Regions from separate parts of the Mus musculus genome. Here regions 1, 2, 4, 5, 6 and 7 are each linked to region 3. Evidence: chromatin contacts called from public Hi-C and promoter capture Hi-C data. All regions are on one chromosome and are shown on one strand. Each heading gives the region's core, a stretch centred on a gene start, on an enhancer-like site or on the middle of the called end of the contact. The rest is flanking DNA. Distances are from core to core; before and after follow the strand shown. Region 1 holds the start of Dync1li1 (dynein cytoplasmic 1 light intermediate chain 1). Region 2 holds the start of Rad54l2 (RAD54 like 2 (S. cerevisiae)). Region 3 holds the start of Epm2aip1 (EPM2A (laforin) interacting protein 1). Region 4 holds the start of Gpd1l (glycerol-3-phosphate dehydrogenase 1-like). Region 5 holds the start of Mapkapk3 (mitogen-activated protein kinase-activated protein kinase 3). Region 6 holds the start of Rbm15b (RNA binding motif protein 15B). Region 7 holds the start of Cnot10 (CCR4-NOT transcription complex, subunit 10).

The links. Promoter capture Hi-C pulls out the DNA fragments that hold promoters and counts their contacts. A called contact is a pair of places that touch in the nucleus more often than the background predicts.
Region 1: a promoter capture Hi-C map of cranial neural crest shows a contact between it and region 3. The contact joins the promoter of Dync1li1 here to the promoter of Epm2aip1 in region 3.
Region 2: a contact with region 3 is called in a promoter capture Hi-C map of pre-B cells, with 3 times the contacts expected there. The contact joins the promoter of Rad54l2 here to the promoter of Epm2aip1 in region 3. A contact is called at or near these places in 2 of 39 promoter capture datasets (liver and pre-B cells).
Region 4: a contact with region 3 is called in a promoter capture Hi-C map of liver, with 5 times the contacts expected there. The contact joins the promoter of Gpd1l here to the promoter of Epm2aip1 in region 3. A contact is called at or near these places in 2 of 39 promoter capture datasets (cranial neural crest and liver).
Region 5: a Hi-C map of CD8 T cells shows a contact between it and region 3, with 6 times the contacts expected there. The contact joins the promoter of Mapkapk3 here to the promoter of Epm2aip1 in region 3. A contact is called at or near these places in 2 of 484 Hi-C or Micro-C datasets (CD4 T cells and CD8 T cells).
Region 6: a contact with region 3 is called in a Hi-C map of CD8 T cells, with 10 times the contacts expected there. The contact joins the promoter of Rbm15b here to the promoter of Epm2aip1 in region 3. A contact is called at or near these places in 2 of 39 promoter capture datasets (liver and pre-B cells) and 3 of 484 Hi-C or Micro-C datasets (CD4 T cells, CD8 T cells and double positive thymocytes).
Region 7: a contact with region 3 is called in a promoter capture Hi-C map of pre-B cells. The contact joins the promoter of Cnot10 here to the promoter of Epm2aip1 in region 3. A contact is called at or near these places in 3 of 39 promoter capture datasets (cranial neural crest, maxillary cranial neural crest and pre-B cells).

What each region holds. Positions count from the first base shown.
Region 1 is chr9:114,687,247-114,690,354 of GRCm38.p6, forward strand. Dync1li1 (dynein cytoplasmic 1 light intermediate chain 1) reads left to right here and starts at 1,585. Exons shown (of 13, transcript NM_146229.2): 1 at 1,585-1,781; 2 at 1,963-2,036. The coding sequence starts at 1,636.
Region 2 is chr9:106,787,593-106,790,542 of GRCm38.p6, forward strand. Rad54l2 (RAD54 like 2 (S. cerevisiae)) reads right to left here and starts at 1,621. Exons shown (of 22, transcript NM_030730.2): 1 at 1,388-1,621.
Region 3 is chr9:111,270,192-111,273,342 of GRCm38.p6, forward strand. It overlaps Epm2aip1 (EPM2A (laforin) interacting protein 1), which reads left to right and starts at 1,654. Exons shown (of 1, transcript NM_175266.4): 1 at 1,654-3,151. The coding sequence starts at 1,770. It overlaps Mlh1 (mutL homolog 1), which reads right to left and starts at 1,417. Exons shown (of 19, transcript NM_026810.2): 1 at 1,218-1,417. The coding sequence starts at 1,333.
Region 4 is chr9:114,932,684-114,935,874 of GRCm38.p6, forward strand. It overlaps Gpd1l (glycerol-3-phosphate dehydrogenase 1-like), which reads right to left and starts at 1,304. Exons shown (of 8, transcript NM_175380.5): 1 at 988-1,304. The coding sequence starts at 1,034.
Region 5 is chr9:107,288,042-107,291,315 of GRCm38.p6, forward strand. It overlaps Mapkapk3 (mitogen-activated protein kinase-activated protein kinase 3), which reads right to left and starts at 1,836. Exons shown (of 11, transcript NM_178907.3): 1 at 1,484-1,836; 2 at 1,079-1,355. The coding sequence starts at 1,303.
Region 6 is chr9:106,885,461-106,888,537 of GRCm38.p6, forward strand. It overlaps Rbm15b (RNA binding motif protein 15B), which reads right to left and starts at 1,615. Exons shown (of 1, transcript NM_175402.5): 1 at 1-1,615. The coding sequence starts at 1,507.
Region 7 is chr9:114,638,832-114,642,110 of GRCm38.p6, forward strand. It overlaps Cnot10 (CCR4-NOT transcription complex, subunit 10), which reads right to left and starts at 1,369. Exons shown (of 20, transcript NM_153585.5): 1 at 1,088-1,369. The coding sequence starts at 1,109.

The DNA.
Region 1 (3,108 bases), core at 335-2,834, 3.4 Mb after region 3:
ATGGCTCAGCAGTTAAGAGAACCAACTGCTCTTCCAGAGGTCCTGAGTTCAATTCCCTGCAACTACATGGTGGCTCACAACCATCTGTAATGGGATATGATGTTCTCTTCTGGTGTGTCTGAAGACAGTGACAGTGTACTCATATAAACAAACAAACAAACAAACAAATAGAAGAGCACTTGCTCCTTTCCAGAGGACTTAGATTCAATTCCCAGCACCCACATGCTAGCTCTCAACCCAATCCACGTTCCAGGGAATTGATGCTCCCTTCGGGCCTCTACTGGCACCAGGGCATAGACATTCATGTGGTGCACAGACATACATCCAGGCAAAATACCTGTATACATAAAGTAATAAATATATCTTTGACAGAAGATTTAAAAATAAAAACAGTAATTACCACGCGCTGAACACTTATGATTTTCTGGGCACAGTTATAAATCTTTTATGTGAATCATCCCATTTAATCTTCCCTTTATCCCACATTACTAGGGTCTGAACTCGAGATTAGCGAGTGGACAAACCCTAGTAAATGCAGTGCCTGTAGCAAATGCAGCGCGGGGTTGTGGATTTTCTCGCTTGCATAGTAGCATCATCACTCGGGTCACGTGAACGAGCTCTCTTCAAAGTAAGGGGAAAAAATGTTCAAAAGTCAGACTATCTTCAGCAATTGTTCTTATGGGGCGCACGACAGCCTTAAAGCCATCGACTCTTTCTGGAAACAGGCCTTAGATTTTCCATTATATTTAGCTAATCAAGTTCTAGTAGAGAATTATCTGGGGTCTGGCTTAGGTTCTCCGTGCTTGTGTATTAACCATGGTAACGGAGAGCCGACTCCTGTAGGGAGTCTTTTCAGATCTCACAGGAATCTGAAACATCAGACATCAGACCAGAGGTGGGCATAGTGATGTGCACCGGTTCACCTGCCTCAGCACTTAGGACCCACAGGCAAGCAGATCGGTAAAGACTCTAGCCTGGGCTACGTGAGATTCCCATCAGAAAACAAACCAAAACACAAATCCATCAAGACCATTAATTTTCCAAGTGTTGCCAACATTTATGTCTCGCAGTCGCAAAGAGTCTGGAAGAACCGGCTCCAGATGTGGGTCCACCTTGAGGTACTCATCGTCCTTTTAGAATTTAAGGAGGAAAGAGCAGAAATCCAGGACCGGGGTAGTTAAGGCTGTTGAACCCCACTTGGCCCAACTGAAGGGTGGGCAGCGCTGGATATCCACGCCGGTCCCAGGTTACCGCCCCACTGAAAGGTGGGAAGCTGCTTCGCTTACTGACATGCCCGGCACGCCCGGCGGGCAACCGGGATGACGGGTGGTGCACTTTGGGCGGCGTTTCAGCTTGGAGACACAGGGAAAACCAGCATTACCACAGTCCAAGCAGAGAATCAGGCCGCGCATGCGCGACCCGGTCTGCTGCCGCGCATGTGCAGCAGCGCCCTGCTCCTTGGACAACCCCTCCCCAGACCCCGCCCTCAGGCTTGGTCCCCGCCCCCGCAGGCGCGGTCGGCTCCCGAGCCCGGAGCGTCCATATCCGGGTTCCGTCCGCCGCTGCTGCCGCCGCCGCCGCAGTCGCCGCTTCGTTCTTCCAGCCCTGTCAGGAGTGGTGTGATTCCCGACCAAGATGGCGGCCGTGGGGCGAGTCGGCTCGTTCGGTTCATCTCCACCCGGGCTAGCCTCGACCTACGCCAGCGGACCCCTAGCCAACGAGCTAGCGTCGGGCAGCGGCGGCCCCGCGGCGGGCGACGATGAGGACGGGCAGAACCTTTGGTAAGGACCGCACCCCTCTCCGGTCCCCCGCGGGTTATCTCCTCGCCAGGGCGGACGCCTCTGGGATCCCCGAGCCCCGCGGGAGCTGGGAGACGGGCGGGGCCTCCCGGGAGCTGGGCCCGGCGGTTCTCGTCCTCGGTCGGGCCCGGCCTTACTTAGCCTGCGCCTTGCTCCCTGTTAGGTCCTGCATCCTCAGCGAGGTCTCCACGCGCTCGCGCTCCAAGCTCCCGACCGGGAAGAACGTGCTGCTGCTGGGTAAGTGATATCCGATGTGGCCCGGGTGCACGGTCACATCCGTTCGCCCACTGCCTTTGTGCGGACACTCGGGCCCGGCTGCGCCCCGCCTCCCGGCTTGCTGCTGACAGCTGGGGGGACAAGGGGTCCCTGGTCCTTCCGGCCTGGACCCTCCGGTCTTTTCTCCTCCCTGGGATGTGGGGTGGCTCTGTCATCTCCTCTGGGAGAGACAGAATGAACATAACACCCGAGGCACTCCCAGTGGTCTGGGATTCTACCTAGAAAGACGGGGACAGTTTTTGACAGAGATTGGTAGCATGAGGGCTCTTGGTGAGAGCCCCAGCGCAAATGCATGCCATCAATATTTAATAGCAGACTCTTTTGTGTAATTGACAGGAGCCAGAGACTGGGTCGTGAGGAGTGTTATTTGAATCAGCGTTCTCCCGTTCTCCCAGTGCTGGGTGCTCGGGTTGCAGTTGCCTTTTTAACTGTCACCTAATAACTCTGAAATTTGTAAAGGGCAGTAGAACAGCGTTCTCATTTAGTGCCCTCAGCGGAATGGCTGGAATAAGGGAGACATGTCTCCCCTTTCTCTTAGGTTTTTTTTTTTTTTTTTTTTTAAATCTACTGGCTGCAAAGTGAGGATAAAGGACCCAGGGACAATAAACAATCCCACTTAACAGTTTTGCAGGTCTTTCCAGCTCTGGGAGGAATTCCAACCCCCACCTTTTCTTTTTACATGCAGGATATTGGAGTGTATAATAGGGTGACAGTAATATTTTACAACTTGGAAGTGGGTGTTTCGAGACTTCAGACTCTTTGATTTTAGCCAAAAGGCTGAGAAACTGTGCTTGAAGAGTTTTAGTTACCTGAGATTCTCCACGGGTGACAATGAATGAGTCGGTAGGAAGAAATGACTCATTCTCTATGACCCCACCACCACCAGTTACATGCACACACACACACACACACACACAAAACACAACACAACACATGCCTGTGCTTTGGGAAGCTGTGGTCAAGCTCGTTGAAAGCTTAGCATTGTGTCTTTTCCTGTGATTGAAAGCACCACGTGCAGATAGCCAGGACTGAG
Region 2 (2,950 bases), core at 371-2,870, 4.5 Mb before region 3:
CTGAGATGATAACGACAAAGATTTAGCAGATTCAATGTAATCACTTCATGGCAGTAAGAGATAATGAAACTTCATGAATTTAGGGGTCTAAAGAGCTTTGAGCAGCAGAAATTATAAAGATTTTTTTTCACATCCTCCTCTATAGTTACATATATTAAAATATACCAAAAAAAAAAAAGTTAGTGAAGCCTTTTACATTAGTTTGGGCTTAGAAGAATTGTACTGAAAGCTCCAAGAATTACAACATACTATGGGGTCTAGGTTTGTGGATCATTACAAACAATAGCCACAGTGCTAAAAACAAAATATGAGTCACAATTCAAAAAAGAGGGCAAAGGGGGAAAAAATGAACAGAGAAAAGCTTTAAAGTCAAATACCATTAAGAAATTTGTTACTTAAATGACTGCCGGCGACAGCCACCACACTGACTTTGGAGTAAGAAGGAAAGGTCCACACTGTCCTCTCCTCTAGAACAAATTCATTAAGCCCCCCCAAATACCCATTCCAGCTTCAAAGTCCAGGCATCAACAGTCAGCCACATCCGCCAGCAAGAGCAGTAATCTAACAGATCTGAGTCACACACTCCCCCGCAGTAAGAGGTCATTCTCTAGCAGGAAGCCCACTCTGCAAAGTGCTCTTGTTCTACTCCCAGACAGCCACCATGACCCACATAAAGCCAATTCTTCGACCCCAGAAGCTGCCGGCCATCTTCTCCCTCCCTCCCCAGCTCGCATCGGCCTTTTCCTAACCCAATGCAGCTAACACTACTCCTGTGACAAGTTTCCTACCTGAGAACCACTCTTAACTCGGATACATCTTAGCCGTGAAGGATCCATCTAGCTCCTAGCTCAACTCTTTTGTGCCCAACTAAGCTCGTGCCTTTCCAGGAACTACTCACCAATTACCTCAGAGAAGCTAAACTCTCCATGCCTCTTCTCCCCAAACCCGACTCAGCCTAACAAATTCTCAGACGGCCCGAGGGAGTTCAGAGACCCACACCTATGTCCACTAGGGACCAAGCCACAGGGGTCCCTAAAATTCGAACCACAATCCCTCTCCCTCAAACCACGGCACGGTTTGCCGGTGTTATAATATAACATCAGGAGCGCATAGCCACTGTAGTTCAGTCTCGGTAATTACGACTGCCTTCCTTGACAACGAAATCCCAAAATATCAAGCCACTGAAGTCCCGGGTGGATGCCAAGACCCCCTCCAAGCCTACAGTCACTGGAGTTTCCCAGGTCGGACGCAGCTCCCCCCAAGGCCCAAGCCGCCAGGAGTAGCTTGCTACCCCAGGCTGCTGCACGCCGGGGACTCTGGCCGCGTCCCCATTGTTGCGGGTCCCAGCGGCCCCGGCAGGGAGTAAGGGGACCGCAGGGGCTCTCACCTCCCGTGCCACGGATCCGGGCCGCACCGGACCGGGCTGGGCCGTAGGACCTCGCGTTCTGCCGCACCCTCTTGGACAGTGTCTGCGGCGGCGGGAGCCGGAGAAGCGGCTGAGGCGGGAAGCAGCCAGCCAGGCCCGGGCGCCGCAGGCTGGCTCTGGCCGAGGGTCGGTCTTCTCCGGCGGCGGCGCTCTCAGCCTCCGCTCGCGGTCCGCGCCAGAAAGCTTCCCCCTCCCGGCCCTCTCACCCGGCCACCCGGGCGGGAACACAAGCCACCCGCAGCAAAGTTCCGCTGTGAGTCCTGTTGTTCTTTCCCAGGGAAAGACACTAAACGGCGATTCTTGGGTGAGTAAGGTGTATTTACTACAGAGGACCTTTTCATGAATAAGTGAGACTAAAAAAATAAAATAAGAAATAAAACAAAATCGAAAACAAAAACAATCCCATGCTAGAACCTGCCTGGAACTGGTAGAGCCAACTGAATGGATTTTACTAACTACCAAAAACACACACTTATCAGTACAAATGAGCCTGAGCTCCTACACTTCTCAATTTGGTATTACGTCAAAACATACCGGGAACGAGATAGTGCGGATATGAGGTGTAAATTCGTTGAGGGTGCTGTCAAAAGTCAATGCTACTACAGCTGTAGCTTCCAACAAAAGTTGTTCTTCCTTGAATTGATGCATGCCATTGTAATTCTCGGTCTTCCTCCCTTCCTCCCTACCTGTCCGTGGTTCCTGTTGACTGCAGCTGTCTCCAGAAAACTAGCAGAGGCGACGGCCGAGTTGGGAGGGGGGAGTACTGCGGAGGGGGGATCGCACTCAAACGTAGGTTTCTCCCTGAAGTTGGAGATTGTTATGCTCCACTTTCTTATGAGCTGTATTGTTGTCTCTTTCCACTACATTACCTTGGCTCTCCACCCGCAACCCCCACCACCGCCAAAGTGAATATGAGCGAAAGATGAAAATATTGGGTATGTGGGTCTGGTTTTTTTTTTTTTTAAGTTTTTTTTGTTTGTTAGGTTCATTATTGGTTTTTGTTGTTGTTGTTTTGGTTTTTCGAGACAGGGTTTCTCAGAAATCCACCTGCCTCTACCTCTCAAGTTCTTGAATTAAAGGCATGTGGCACCAGTCCAGTTATTAGAACCATCTCTCAAATTACAAAAGTTTAAATATGTACAGATAATAGCCCTATAAATGACCAGAGGGACAAAAATGAGACCAGAGACTCTAAAGGAGCCTTACTTATTATCTCTCTTCACATAAGTGAGCTTATATGAAGAACTTATTTCTCTTTCATAACTGAGCTTGGAGTAACAGGAGCCAACAATGGCTCCCCGCCCTCCCCCACCGCCGTCCCGTTCCCCCCTCCCTCCCCGTGATAGAAGTTTCTTCTATTCTTTCCTCTCAGGAAGCCACTGTTCTGAAACATATAGATGGCTATTGATGGCTCTTCATTCAAATAAACTTAAAAGAGCTGGGCAGTGGTGGCGCACGCCTTTAATCCCAGCACTTGGGAGGCAGAGGCAGGTGGATTTCTGAGTTTGAGGCCAGCCTGGTCTA
Region 3 (3,151 bases), core at 404-2,903:
TTTCTTAGCACCTCTGTATCAAAAACCTCGACTTAAATATTTAAGTAGGATCTGTGCATAATCTCTGCTTGCATGCGTTGCTATGCTACTTTTAAGCTTAGTTTTTTATTGTAGGTGATTCAGGCATAGTACAATTAAGTGAACAAGTTCTCCAGGTCATCCTAACACAGTAAAAGCAAAACCTATCCTAGGGCAGCCTATTGACACCAAATCAAATGTCCGAGGGCTCCCTGCTCCTTCCTCTGGTTATCTCTTCAGTTTCCTTTCCTCCCTGTGGCAGTGGTTCTCAACCTTCTTAAAACTGGGACCCATTGTTACATTGTGGTGACTCTTAACTATAAAATTATTTTGTTGCTACTTCATAACTGCAATTTTGCTATTGCTCTGAATTGTAATGTAAATATCAGAATTTCACGATGGTCTTAGGTGACTCCTGCATAAAGGTCTTTGGACCCCAAAGAGGGCCTGAGGTCATTTATCTCAGTGTCATCGTTCTGAATGCTTTGTCTTTTCAGTGCACTTCTGAACATTTGTCTTCTTTGGCTTTCACAACCATCAACTGATATTAACACAAAGTCCTTATGTACACAGTGTCCTTTTTGAACTTATTTGGTGGTGTGTCTACTTTGGGGTATACTATTCACTGTGCCTATTAAAGGTTAAACAGTACACGTTTAACTTCTCCCCTCCACAACCTGACGGGTCTAAGTCTCAGATGCAGGTCTAAGTCTCAGACTAGGGTCACTCACTAATTTGACAAGAGGAGAGTCAGAAAAAAAGCCCCATGTCCTGATACGTCTGAATAAAACTCAGAAGAAACTGTGCCTTGGATGTGTAGGGATTATTCCGGGAATGAATGATAAACCTAAAATGGCACACTCTGAAGACTGTTTCTCTTCCACCCTTACACATTCACACATCGTCAGCCGCGCATCTTCGTTGTATGTAACGTGGCGGCGAGCCGCATACTCCAGGAAGATACCATTAAACCAATACCACGCGTGCTTCCCCTACTTGCGACCCAAACAGGTCTCGCGCAAGTCGTGAGGACCTTCGGCCGTGTGCATAATGGGAAACCAGCCTGGCACGCGCAGGGTCCCTGTGCCCGATGCCCCCACGGTCCCCGTGCTCGGTGCCCCGCACGGTGGCCGACTGCAGCAGGTGGGTCGGCCCGCCCCGGCTCTCAGTCGGGGAACTCGGCTCCGCTCCCTCCGTACCAGTTTTCTATCATCTCTTTGATAGCATTGGCCGGCCGCTGAATGACTTCCCCCGCCGCTATGCGGTTCACTACCGTCTCGTCCAGACGCCGAATAACTCCTGCTACAAACGCCATATTGGCGCCCGAGTTCCCAGTCAGCCAATCACTCGAGCTCCTCACGCTCAAGTTCTTCCTTCAGCTTCGGCCGACTGCAGTCCTGCGCCGTCTTCCCAGCGGCAAGTGCTGATTGGGCAGCATGAATGCCAGTCAAGCGCTTTTACACGTCAGTTCCTGGGATCTCTGTCCCGCTCTAAACAGCGGCCCGACACCAGGCTAGAAGGCAACGCGCTTGCGCGTCAAAGTTCACGGTCCGCTCTTCCTATTGGCTCATTTCTGAGAGCTGAGGGAATACGAAATCTCCAGCCAATAGGAACGGAGGTGCCCTGGCGGAGGCTGGTGCACCCCTGCTCGGGTGATCTGGCGCAGAACCCAGGGGGTGCTTGGCGTTCGTCGGGCTCCTCCCCGTTTGCTGCGGCCTCAGAGCTCGGCGTTCTCCTGTGGCCTCCGCAGAATGTGGATGACGCCCAAGAGGATTAGGATGGAAGTCGACGAGGCTCTGGTGTTCCGGCCCGAGTGGACCCAGCGATACCTGGTGGTGGAGCCTGCGGAGGGTGACGGGGCCCTGTGCCTGGTGTGTCGCCGCCTGGTCGCCTCTACTCGGGAACGCGACGTGAGGCGCCACTACGAGGCCGAGCACGAATTCTACGAGCGGTTTGTAGGGGACGAGGAACGCGCGGCCCTGGTCGAGCGTCTGCGGCAGGGTGACATGTCTTTGGCCGCCGTGCTCACTCCGGAGGAGAGAGCGACCCGGGCAGGCCTCGGCCTCTGCCGCTTCTTGGCCTTGAAGGGTCGCGGCTGGGGTGAGGGTGACTTCGTACACCAGTGCATGGAGGTGTTGCTGAGAGAGGTGCTGCCGGATCACGTCGGCGTCCTGGAAGGCATTGACTTGTCTCCAGAGATCACACGGCAGAGGATTCTGAGCATTGACAGCAACCTCCGCAGCCAGCTGTTTAACCGAGCCAGGGACTTTAAGGCCTATTCCCTTGCTTTGGATGACCAGGCTTTTGTGGCCTATGAGAACTACCTGCTGGTCTTCATCCGTGGCGTCGGCCGCGACCTGGAGGTGCAAGAAGATCTTCTGACGATTATCAACCTGACTCATCACTTCAGTGTTGGGGCTCTCATGTCGGCAATTCTGGAAGCCCTGCAGACAGCAGGGCTCAGCTTACAGCGAATGGTTGGACTGACCACGACCCACACTTTAAGGATGATCGGCGAGAACTCCGGACTGGTCTCCTACATGAGAGAGAAGGCCGTGAGTCCCAACTGTTGGAACGTAATCCACTATTCGGGATTTCTTCACTTGGAACTGTTGAGTTCTTATGATGTTGATATTAATCAGATCATAAATACCATATCTGAATGGGTAGTTATGATTAAGACCAGAGGTGTTAGGCGACCGGAGTTTCAGCCTCTACTAACTGAGTCTGAGTCAGAGCATGGTGAAAGAGTTAACGGACGGTGTTTGAACAACTGGCTGAGAAGAGGCAAAACGTTAAAACTAATATTTTCACTAAGAAAAGAAATCGAGGCGTTCTTGGTCTCAGTGGGGGCAACAACAGTTCATTTCTCAGACAAGCAGTGGCTTTGTGATTTTGGTTTCTTGGTAGATATTATGGACTATCTTCGAGAGATCAGTGAAGAACTGCAGATCAGTAAAGTCTTTGCTGCTGCTGCCTTTGAACGCATCTGCACCTTTGAGGGTAAGCTGAGTTCACTTCAGAGACATATGGAGGAAGTAAATCTAACAGACTTTCCTGCCTTCAGTATAATCGTTGATGAACTTAAACAGCAGTTTAAGGAAGATCAAAAAATATTTGATCCTGACAGGTA
Region 4 (3,191 bases), core at 54-2,553, 3.7 Mb after region 3:
CGCAAGGGTAGAGGCCAGCAATAGGAGGCCGGGGAGAGGCCACCGGTCCAGCCAGCTAAGGTTTCCTCCAAAAGTCCTTTCAGAGCCAAGTTTTCAAAGACCAGTCAGGTGGCTCCGACGACTCCAGAACAGTACCGCTTCTAGCAGCCTGAACTGTGGTGTGCGTCAGACCACAGGAAAACAGAAGGGGACAGAAGCCACGAGAATGGCCTTCAACTGTTCCACCCCTGGGCCGCGGGAAAAGTCTGGAACGCACCATACTCTGCCTCCTTCTCACGGAGACCCCCAACTTCTCCTGCGTTAAGGGCCACCAAGGTATGCAAACTACTGGAGGAGCTTCAAAGCCCTCTAAGCACCAAGCACTTTACAAGTTAAGTCAGAAAATACAGCCCAGTGGTGACGCGAAGCTCTGCAAACACCTTTCCCTGGGACCCTCACGTCCCGGTTGGGGGCTTGTTTTCTCTTCTCGGATACCACGTTAACATGATTGGGAACCACTCGCCAGAGGAAATGAGAACTGTCTCTTGAAGCCAGCACTGTCCCAGGTAGCAAGGACCCTTCTCACGCTCTGTGCCTCCGTTTCCCCAATCCCAAAACTGCAGTAAGGACAACTGAGCCTCTGCAAATTCCTCCACGGGGGTGATCGGCAGGGGAGAATAGAGAACGCCCTTGGGTTGTTTTGCCAAGTACCCGGGCGTGGCGAGCAGGTGGCCCTAACCGCAGGGTTACCAGTGCGCAAACAGGTGCCCGCGGGCGCGGTGCGCGCTACCACCCGGGCCACCTTGGCCCCGCACCTCGCGCTCTGGTTCCTCGGCGTGGCCTCTGTCCGTGCAGTGTCCAACCGGGACAGGCGGTCGCAGGCCCGCCTCTCTGCCTACCCGCGATGCCCTGGTGTCCACGCTGAAGCAGCGGGAGAGCAACCCTGGCCGGCCCGGAACCGGGGCTTCCTGGAGGCGGAGACCGCGCCGCCCACCCGCCTCTGCTCACCAGTTCCCCGAGCCCACGATGCACACTTTCAGAGGCGCCGCTGCCATGGCCAAGCCGGATCGCTGCTGCACAGCCTTCCTCTCAGGGCCAAGCCGGATCGCTGCTGCAAGTCGGATCGCTGCTGCAAGTCGGATCGCTGCAACACACACTGTGCCTCCCAGGCCGGCTGCTCACCTCCACAGGAACGGCCTAGTATAGGCGCTCCGGGCGACCCCGCCCCGCCCTCCTGTCCGCCAATGGCCACCGCCACCCTGCCTAGGCGCCTAGGGCCACAGCTGACAGCCCGGAGGACCCGCCCCACCACTCCCAGGAACCACTGCGCACGCCTGGTCCGGGTGGGTGGCCGGGTCAGCCTCCGGTGTCGCCCCACCCCTGCCCTAGGAATGTTGGGATGTGTAGTCCACCTCCCTGCGGGCTCCCTTTCAGTTCCAGGCGGGCCACGTGCAGGCCAATGTTATTGCGCAGACTGGAGCTCTGAGCTCCTGCTGCTGAGTGTCACTATCCTGGACAGAGCAAGCCCGACCCAACTTATACAAGTGTCACCTAATCGCAATTTGCGCAGGGACAACTATCACTTAAGGGTGGAGCCTAGACAGCCTAAGTAGTTGACTATGAATTCACCCAGATTTGGAGCCTGCGCCTGCTTTAACAACGGCTGTCAAATTCGTATAAACGGGACAAGTCCAGGCACCCCTGAATTTCCTAGCGAGCCTGGAGCTTTAAGTCTTCTGCCATTGATCTGGGAGTATCTACTCTACAAGGGTGGCGTCGTAGTTCAGTTGGTAGAGAACTAGATTGAACACAGGAAGTTCAAACACTAGCGCCTGGTGGCTCTGGCCTGTAATCACAGCACGTGGGAGACGGAGGGAGAATCTGGAGTCCCAGGTTATCCTTGGCCAAATAAAAATGGGAGGCCACCTTGTCGCAAACAAGTACCCTTGCATTTCAGGATGGAAAACTTGTCTACACAGGATCAAAGCAGAAACTTGAACTGTCCCCCTCATACGGTTACCCAAAGGGCATGCCCCTTTTCTCTCCCTGCCAGAGCTTCACAAAAAAGCCATCCAAACTGCTGTACTGCAATTGGGCACGCCGCGGCCGCGAAAAACAGAGATGGTGGAATGTGTTGTAATCTCAGCTTCAGGGAGGTAGAGACAGGACGATCGGCAGTTCAATGTCATCCTTAACTAGACAGTGAGTTTGAGGCTAACCTGGGTCACGTGAGCCCCTATCACAAAGCAAAAGCAAGAATGGAGAGTGCTAGCTCACTTAGCAAGGAAAGGTGTAACCCTAATGGAAGTCAGATCTCCAGGGCCCACGGAGGAAGGAGAGAATCGCACAGCCTCACAATAGTAAACAAACTTATTTTAATTAATTCATTTGTTGAGACAGAGTCTCACAGTGTAGCCCTGGATGGTCTAAAACATGCTAAAGACCAGGGTGGCCTCAAACTCACAAGAGGTCTGTCTGCCTCTCCCTCCCAAATGCTGGGATTAAAGGCAACTATCTGGATTAAATTAAATTCATTAAATTAATGTCTGGTTTAAAATAAATTTAATTTAAAAATAGAATAGGTTTATTTCTTGCACTCTAGAGGCAGAGGCAAATTAGTCTCTTTGAGTCAAGGCCAGCCTGGTCTACATAGCAAGTTCCAGGTCAGCCAAGGCCAAACAGTGGGATCATTTTAAAACACCAAGTCAAACTGTGTGTGGTGATAAATGCCTTTAATACCCAAATGGGCAGGTCTGTATGAATTGGAGGCCATCCTGATCTGTATAGTCTGGTTACACAGCGAGGCTCTGCTGCATAATGAGTTCCAGGCCTGCCTGGGGCGGGGGAGGGGAGCACAGGAGACCCCATCCCCCAGCTCCAGTGGTTGAGAAAGGAGCCCTTGGCAAGGTGGCCCTGCCTTGAGAAGGGAAGCTTTCTGGGGAGCCAGAGAGTGGACCCACAAATAACTGAAATAGAAAATTGGGCACAGAGGAGGGCTCTCCATTGGGTTCGGGGAGCCTCCTGAAAAACAGTGGAGGCCAGCACCACGTGGGCATCACTGGTGACACAAGTGACCATTTTCTGAGAGATGGAAAGGCTTGTCATGAAGAAAAGAAAGCACCATTTGGGCTAGCCTCAGTCCTGTACGGTGCTCACTTTGGTCCATTTCCTTCTGAGTTCAGGAGTGGGTGGGAGTTTAGCTGCCAGAAGGT
Region 5 (3,274 bases), core at 586-3,085, 4.0 Mb before region 3:
CAGGTCCTCAGTCAAATTCCTGTGAGTCCCATGCCTGAAGCAAGTGCTGAGGCCACTCTAGGCCTATTCCAGGTCCGTATCAAGTACTCGGCACGCATTATCTCACTTTGAGTTCACATCAACTCCCGTTCTCTCCCTGAACAAAATTGGGGATCGCCCAAGATCACAAGGCTGGCCCGCCCACAAGGTAGAGATTACGGCCACAGCTATAGGACTCTGTAGCCTGGCTCCTGTAAAAAAGGACTTCACTAACTTCCAGGAGTCACTCAATTCTCCACCACGCAGGCGCCAGTGGCACTACCTCCAAAGAGTCTGGTTCCAGTGACAAAAATGCAAGGAATTCTGGAGTTCTGCGATGGGGGTGGGGTGAGGACACAGGTAGGAGTAGGGGTTCTTGGGCTGGCGCCACGTGCCCGAACCAGATTCTAGTAGTGAGATCAACTACTCCAAGCCACTCCCCCACCCCACCCACATCACTGTGCCATACCTCTAGGGAACCTTGAATATGATGTGATAAGTGGTTCTCCATCGTCTGTCCAGGGTGGGTCAGCTTATGAGCAAAGCTTGCCCCTTTCCACAAGAGGCCACCAACTCAACTCAAGGGGCCCAGTAGTCAAAAAACACCCTAAGAGGCTCATGGTCCCACCTCAGCGGGCAGGGGCCATGAGGAGGACAACCCTGCACTGAGCCTAAGGAAAACTTAGCCGCATCCCCATAGAAGGAGCTACCTGCAGGGGATAACTAAGAATTTAAGAGCATCCTTTGGGCCTAAACACAAAGCCCAAGCCAGAACCAGAGCGCACAGCCACACCCTCCTGCCTTCCGGGTACAACAGCTCTACTCACATTGACTCCTCCCCTCGCTCTTTGGGACACACCCTCAGTTTAGGTAGGTCAGCCTGTTTCCGTGTATGTGAGGCTAAGAGGACCACGAGTCTGACGCTAGAGGAAGAGTTTGAAAATAAAACAAGATGCCATGTGTAGATGTTTAATAGAGACCCCGGACACAGATACATCCACAGGTTTCTGCTGTTGGACCCTCCATGTCACCCTAGCCCTCAGAGAGATGGGTCACTAACCTTCAGGGCACACTTCTGGCCAGAGCGCCGATGGTAGCACTCCAGTACCTTGCCGTTCACACCCAGACCCAGCACTTGCTTGGACAACTGGTAGTCATCAGTCACCGCGTACTTCTTGGGTTCCCGTCGCACACCTGGGGCCGGAGCACCACCCAAGGCGGACCCGCCGAGCGCACCTGGCGGGGGCACAAGACTCCCCTTCTCCCCTGCTGTCTCGCCATCCATGGCCCCCACGGGGCGCTCGGAGGTAGCCCCAGCCTGGCGCGTCCAGAGGCACCTGAAGGAAAGGGAAAGAGTCACTCCCCACCGGGACTTTTTGGACACACCCCAGCTTTGGTTTCTCCAGAACTAGATTGACTGGGCTCCTGGCCCAAGACAAGCTGGAAACTGCCTGAGAGTACTTACGTACAGCAGGGGGAGGTGATCCCTCAGCCCAGGCACGTGTCAAATTAGGAAGGAGTCCGGCGCTGTATAGCAACAAGGTCTTGAGAACCAGCCATACAGAGACCCAAGAAAGGCGGACCAGGCGAAGGCGCACTTGGTGGCAAAGCACTACACGAAAATCATGGTGCAGGCGAGAGTGGGCAAGAGATAGTGATCCCTGGAGTCCGCTGAGGACCGGAGCCCTGGACCCAGAGTCTCGCCGCCCGCGTCCCACGTGACCCCCCACCCCCGCTTCTCGTCGCGTCATTCAGACTTGGGGCCCCGCTAGGTCAACCTTAAAGGGCCAGGCTAGTCCGGGTTGGGCAGGCCAGGGCAGAGCCCCTGGCAGACTCCGCCTCTGAGTCGAGACAAAATGGGGCGTGGCCTCGTCAAGTTCACTGTAACTTTCGCAGCGCCCTGGGACACCGCTAGGAGCTCCTTCAACTGTTGTACCAGCCTCCTCGGATTTTATCTGTGATCTAGAAAAGTTACAGCGCAAGACATTTTGTTTCTCTTGCGGGCTCTTGAGTGAAGTGTTCTTTTTGCTAGCTGCCAGGGGGCGTTTTAGACTCCCAAAATTTCCAGGTAGCTAAGTGTTTCAGAATTCAACTTTTTGAATGTTTAGTCAGCGTGCCCTGGGAATTGGCATGTTGTTGTCTAACCCGCCACTCATTTCCTGGTTTAGGGCATCTGTCTAACAACTGGCTAGCTTTCCTTTCTATGCACTTCCTGACTAACCTTTTGACTTTGCAATTCACTTGTCATTCCAAATAAATGTATTGGGCCACATTCATACTTCCCTGGACCACTTACAGCCCGTAGCCGTAAGTTGAACACACTTGGGACGCTCTTGAATCAGAAATCTCGATTTCCCATTTGGTCAGCTGCATCAACTTTTCACCTCGTGATTTGAGCTTTAGGTTCTAAGAATCTCAACTAATAAAAGTTCAAGTTCTGGCCATGGTGATGAACACCTGTAATTGCAGCGCGAGGAAGGCTTAGGCGGGAGGATTGTGAGGCTAACCTAGGTTACATCGTGAGGCTATGTTTTTAAAAAATAAAATTAGCTGGGCATAGTGGCCTATGCCTTTAATCCCAGCGCTCTGAAAGCAGAAAAAGACGGACCTCAGTGAGTTCGAACCAGCCTGGTCTGCAAAGAGAGTTCCAGGACAGCCAGAGAAACTCTGTCTCGAAAAACCAATCAATCTTTTGTTTTGTTTTTGTTGTTTTTTGGTTTTTTGAGACAGGGTTTCTCTGTGTAGCCCTGGCTGTCCTGGAACTCACTCTGTAGGCCAGGCTGGCCTTGAATTTAGAAATCCGCCTGCCTCTGCCTCCCAAGTGCTGGGATTAAAGGCGTGCGCCACCACGCCCGGCTCAATCAATCAGCCTTAACATTAAAATCCATTTCTTCCATCCAATTCCTCTATTCGCTTTAAATTTTTCCCTTCTGCACTTAGACCTTCACCTTTTAGCCTATCATAGATATTTTGAGCCAACTTTCCCACAAGTCTACAGAGCAGGCGGCGCCACAGGCAAGCCCTCTGAGCAGGTCTCTGCTGCCATCTACAGACTATATTCAGAACTGCAGCCACCCGGACCTCTGTCCCACCCAAAGGAGGCTGTGTCCGGCCTTCCACCACAACACACACAAAGATGCCTGGGCTGCACTCTGCAACTGTCAGTGGCCAACAGAAAATTGGTGCCCTTCTATTTGTACAACTGCATCCAGGTTCCTGATAACCACTCGGGAAGAGCACTGCAATTATTCATGGG
Region 6 (3,077 bases), core at 365-2,864, 4.4 Mb before region 3:
GGAGAGGTGAGGGCTGGTACTGCTGGGGATAGCGAGTCTCCTCGGCTTTGGCAAAATCCACCCGGAGCCTGCGATCTGGACCACCCAAGGGGAAGCCCCTCATTTTAGCACAGGCAGCCTGGGCTGCGTCCAGGCTCTCGTACTGGATGTAGGCAAAGCTGTCTCCTTTGACGTGATCGATGGTCCGAATGCTCCCGAAGCGATCGAATTCCCTGGCCAGGGCCGCCAGCGAGGTGTTAGGTCCGAGACCACCCACCCAGAGGCGGGTGGTGGGGTTAGCCTTGCCGTAGCCTATCTTTATGGGGTTTCTGCCAATCACCCGGCCAGACATAGCCACCTTCGCCCTGTGTGCCATGTCCAGATTCTGAAACTTGAGGAAGGCATAGGCACCACCCTGGCCGCGGGCAGGCCTCTTGATGACCACCTCCTCGATGATGCCGTACTTCTCGAAGGCCCGTCGAAGCTCCACCTCAGAAACACTGTGGTCCAGGTTGCCGATGAAGAGGTTTCGAGTGGCTCTCTGATCATCCTCCGGCATCAGGTCCTCCTCGCACACGGCCTGGTAGCCGTACGGGCGGCCGCGGTCGTCGTACAGCCCGTAATAGTCCAGGGCTCGCTCTCGAGACAGTCCCACGGCCGCCGCGGCAGCAGCATCCAGGGCGAAGGCTGCGGCGGCGTGCCGCGCGCGGGGCTCCCGCAGGGGCGGGGCGGCTACCGGAGACAGCGAGCGCTGCTTGTACTGGTAGCCACCGTGCAGGGGCAGATAGCCCAGGGGGTCGGCGGGCGCGGGAGGCCCGGGGGGCGGCGTGGAGGCGGCGGCGCTGCTGCTGCTACTGCGCCGGCTGCTCCCGCCGCCGCGCAGGTACACCGGCTCCACCTTGAGCGGGCGATCGTAGAGCAGCAGCTGCCGGGCCAAGGCGTGCTGGCGAGCCTCCCGCGCGTCCTGTGGGTGCCGGAAGTTCACGTAGGCCACGCGGCCCAGCTCCGGGGTGTGTGACAGGCGCAGGCTGATCTCCCCGAACCGCTTGAACTGGTGGAAGAGCCGGTCCTCCAAGTGCTCGGCCGGCAGCGCGGGGCTCAGGCTGCTGATGAGGAGCGTCTTGTACTCCGGAGCCGCGGTGGAGCCCGGACCCGCGGGTTCCGCCCCGGGGGGCGGCGGGGGCGGCGGGAGTGGAGATGCGCGGGGCGACGCGCCGCCAGCACCCGGGTCCCCGGAGGCCTTGCCGGTGCGTCCCCCGCCTCCGGGCGCGCCCGAGGAGCGCCCGCCGCTCGCCCGGTGATTCGCATCCCCGGCAGCGCGCCCGTCGCGATGCCCGCCGCCTCCGCCGCTGCCGCGGGGCTTGTCGCGAGCCCGCGCCGGGACCGGGTGCTTGGTACCGCCGGAGGCCTTGTGCGCTGCCCGCCGCCCGCCCGCCTCTGCCTCTCGTTCGCGCTCCCGCGGCCGCTTGGCGGACGATGACGAGCCACGCCCGCTCGGGCTGGAGTCTCGCTCGCTCTGCCGCTTCATCGCGCCGGTTCGGCGGGCGGGCGGGCGGCCCGCGGGTCCCTCAGAGCGGCGGCGGCGGCGGCCCAGGAGGCAGCGCCCCCGGCGCCGCCATCTTGGACAAAAGGACTCGGCGCGGCGGCGGCGGCGGGGCGGGGCGGGAGCGGCGCCGAGGGGCCCGGCGCTGCGTTATCAAGCTGCGCCGGCCGCGACACGTGACCGCGGTGGGCGGGCCGAGAGTTTCGCTCGCTGCCTATCACGGAGCTCCGTGGCCCCGCACCACGTGACATCTTGGCAACCAGAGGAAGCGGCCTGTCTTGCGAGCTTTGGCGCCGCCGCGTGGCTGCCGGAGCCCAGGCACCCGGCTCCTGGGTCGCGCGCAGATTCCCTCTCGAGCTCGGCAGGCCGCGGCTGCGCTTTCGCTTTGTGCTCCAGGGCTTGCTTGCTACTCCGGGTCCGCCTATCTTTTTCCGCCTCGGGGCCACGCCCACCGGAGCAGGTGTGGCCGCTTGGCCCGAAGCCAAGTGTTGCGCGTCCCACTCCAACCTGCCACTAGATTGAAGAAACTCTATTTCCTTCCATGGAGTTTTCTGATTAGGACCAGAGTTGGCCCCCTTGAAAATAGACACACAAGGATGCCTACACCCTGCCTAGGACCCACATCCAGGCATCTTATGCATTCGAATTCTTCAGGCACTGTCCTGATAGACACAGGTGAGACCTCCCCGGGGTCCAGGTACAGAAACTAGAATGCGTTTGCAACCTACAGACAGGCATCTTGGTGCCACTGGGTCCAAATTTCTGCTGTAGGTGTCTGGGCGGACAGGAGGCTGGGAAGGTGGGGCTGCTGAGCCAAGGGTAAAGAGCAGGTAATGCCATTATCACTTCTTGCCAAGTTGACAGACTGCTGGCCAGTGTTCTGACCACATCCAGGAGATGAGGTGAAGTACCGGCAAGAGTACTCAAAGGCCCCTAGGGCTTATGCTCTCCACAGACGGTTGCTGGATCATTGATGCATCTGTAGGATGTCGAAGAACGCACCCAGCTCTTCCCTCCTCCCATAAGCAGAAAGCAACCAGCAGGAGGAGAAAGTGCAGGAGGAACTTGGAAGAAACAGCAGAGGGCTTCATGTAAGGCCCTGCGAATGCAAAGTGAATTTGGGGACCACACAAGAAGATAGCTAAGACGAGCCTTTTGGAAAACATAACTTCTTAGCAGTTGCTCCTTTCTCATTATCTCTGGAGGCAGCAGGAGCAAAGTTTCCCCACTGAGGCACAGTTCACAAGTGCCAGCAAAGGGAGCAACTGAAAACCACAGTGCACACAACTCCCTCAGGCCTTCCACTACAACCAGCTCACACTGCTTCTTTGTAAACCGATTCCTGCCAACTTTGCCAAAAATATAGGTAAGCAAGGGTCCTTGTTCTGATGCTAGACTGGAACCCCGATGAATGAATAGTTTAAGTACCAGGCGGGGTAAAGATACGCTATGGTCTGACCACCTGTACTCAGCTCACAGTTCTCCTTCTGCATAGGCTGAGCCAAATGTAAATGTCCTTTAGACTTAACAGCAGCTCAAGAACCTTCAGCCCCTG
Region 7 (3,279 bases), core at 119-2,618, 3.4 Mb after region 3:
TAGCGAGCTCCAGGACAGCCAAGGCTACATACATAGTGAGACCCTGCCTCAATCAATCAATCAATCAATCAACCAATCAATTCCGCCCCACTCTCTAAACATTACTTTCTTCAAAGAAATATAGCAGACTTTCCAGGTAATAAATGGGCTCTCATAATTCCCTAATGGGAAAAATTCCTGATGGAGTACCACAGAAAACCACAGAAATTAAGAACTTTATCTTGGGACTGGAGAGATAACTCAGCGGTTAAGAGCACTGACTACACTTCCGTAGGTCCTGAGTTCAAAATCCCAGCAACCACATGGTGGCTCACAACCATCCTTAATGAGATCTGATGCCCTCTTCTGGGGTGTCTGAAAAACAGCTACAGTGTACATACATATAATGAATAAATAAATAAATAACTTAAAAAAAAAAAGAACTTAATCTTGGGGCTGGAAAGGTGATGGCTCAGCGGTTAACAGCACTCGCTGCTCTTGCCGAGGACCAAGACTGGGTTCCCAGCACCCACAAGTGGTGGCCCACAACTGTGTAACTCCAGCTCCAGTAGACGCAATGTCCTCTTCTAGTCTCGGCAGGCACCTGCACTCACACACATAATTAAGACTTTTAAAAAGGAATCTCGAGGAGCTCGGGAAAAATCAGATGAGGAACAAGGTAAGTGAGAGCAGGCAGGAGACACAGTGAAACGTCACGCCTCTTTAGACAGTTTTCAGAATGACTCCACTGGACACGCTGACCAGAGGGAACTTTTTCAGTGGCTGAGCCTGGGGGGGCCTTACGGCAACCGTGCGTGCTCGGATAGACTTTCCCTTAAAGCGTCTGGACAGCGGCGTGACAAATTCAAGCTTCCTGCGCCAGAATTAACTTGGAGAGCAAGGCAAATGCAGTGCAATCAAGATGGGGTGCAGTAGAATCAAGATGTGTCACAGCAGAAAATCCACTGGACTCACAGTAGAGACAGCTGAGAAGAGTGAAGGGCACAAGTACCCAAGCGAAGTCAAGTGGCCCTCGGGTCCCCCACGCGGGCCCTGCCGTCCCCGCGCGCAGTGTGTCAGCCCCTGGGTCGCGGCGCGGGCGCCTCACCTGCAGGCTTGTCTGCAGCCATCTTCCCGCCTCGGCTCGAGTTCCTCCCTGTAGGTGGCGTGGCCCCGACTCCCGCCGCCGGGCTGGTGGTGAGTCCTACCGGCGGGGGACAACTCTTCAGCTCAAGCCCGCTCCAGTCGCCTCGGCTAAGGTCCTGGGCGGGCCACGGGCTGAGGAAGTGACGAAGTTACTGCTCGTCGTCTAGCAACAGCGCCAACACATCCGCCGGTGCAGGGCTGTTTTCCCCGCCATCCACAGCTTCCGTCCCGTAGCGGCCAAGGGAGACGCTACTTCCGGGGCGGGGCCAGCTGGGCGTGGGAATTAGGGCTGGCCTCGGCCCCGGAAGCGCGTCCTTCTGCAAACCCGGAAGTACACTAGTGTAGGTCCTGAGTGAAACACAGAAGGGGAAGGACTTTTTGTTCCGCATTTCAGCAAAATGGCAGGCACCACACCTGAGGTTTATGTGCTAAGCTCTGAGTCTCATAGGGGCTGTTTTTCCATAACAATGAGGATGAGAGAAGTGTTGTTAGAGGAGGCCACCTCCCCCAGAAAAAAGGCTTTTTTTTTTTTCAAAGTTTCAGAGCTGTTTTGTTATTTGTAGCCAAGTTGAAAAAGCCATTCAGACTGCATTATGCATGCGGTTTCTCTGATTGCGAGTCATGCAACCATTAACTTACTATGGTAGGTCGGTCTAAGACAAAAGCTTGATGCATCACGATTACTAAGCACAATGATTTAGATTCAAGTTCAAATCCTCTGCAAAAACAATACCCACTCTTCAACTACCCAGCTCCCAACTATCTCATCTCTAGCCCATATCGTGACAAATTTTTGTTTGTTTGTTTGTTTAATTTTTTGAGACAGAATCTCACTATGTATCCCTATCTGGCAGTCTTTGTGGCAAAGGCTTTAACCCTGAACTGGTTCTGGTTTTGCTCAATGACCATAGCCTTGGGTTCCAGAAGCACCTACTCCATTCTTCCTTTCCCTTCTAGAGAACAAACAGCATTTATAATAACAGAGGTTCATTTCACGGAGAGAAACAGACATTAAAAGCATTTGTGTTAGACTTTTTGCTTCTGTGATAAATACCCTAGAGGAGAATTTAAATGAGGAAGGATGGATTTTTTGCCTCGTGTATCAGAGTTTTCAGTCCCAGGTCACTTGGTTCCATTGTTTTTGGACCATTAGTGAAGCAGTGCATTGTGCCAGGGCACAAGTGACAGAGTAAAGTTGTTGCCTTCCTGGTGCTAGAAGCAGAGGAAGCTGGGAGAAGAAATAGTCTCCAAGGGCACATGCAACTGAGATACTTAGCCCCACTGGGCCGCACCTCCTTAATTTCCATTACTTCCTAATGATGCACCAAATTACGAATCTGCAAGTGGATGAATCCAAGGATAGCTCCAAACTGTTGGAATCCTATTATCACTCTCAAGGACTGGGGGCCGGGCCTCCTATATGCAGGCTTTTGAGGGAGAGGAACTTCATATATAAATGACAACAGCACTGAATTGTAAAGTGACCCAAATGGTGCTTTGATGGGAGCATAGTTAAGTATGTAAATAAATAAATCACATGGAGCTATTTATTTGGTTTACATTTTTCTATTTTCTGTGTAGCTTACCTTAGAGATCTGCCTGTTTCTGCCTCCCGAGTGTTGGATTAAAGGCTGCACCATCACACCAGGTACTCCTCATAAGACTTTGAAATTTTTATTTTTATTTTAAAAAATAAGCCAATTACCAGCAGAATAGATCAGAGGGTAAATGCCTGCCACTAAGCCTGATGACCTGAATTTGATTTGCAGAAGTTAAATGGTAGTAGGAAAGAAATGGCTTCCACAGGATTCAATAGATTTCAAAATCAGATTTCTATTCTAAGGCCAATCAGGGATATAAGCAAGATCAGACTCTGCCTGAAGAAAAAAGTCATGAAATATTTTATTAAAATATTTACAGTGGTTCCTGGTTTTAAAGCTAGTCCTTTGCTGGTGTAAATCTTGAGCAAAAAATTTAGAGGTCAGATGTACACATGCATAATATTCCAGCCTCAGCTGGTAGAGGCAGGAGAATTTTGAATTTGAGAGCAAACTAGACTGGAAACAAGATCTTATCTCAAGTTTAATTTAATTTTATTTATTTATTATTTTTTAAAGATTTATTTATTTATTATTTTTTAAAGATTTATTTATT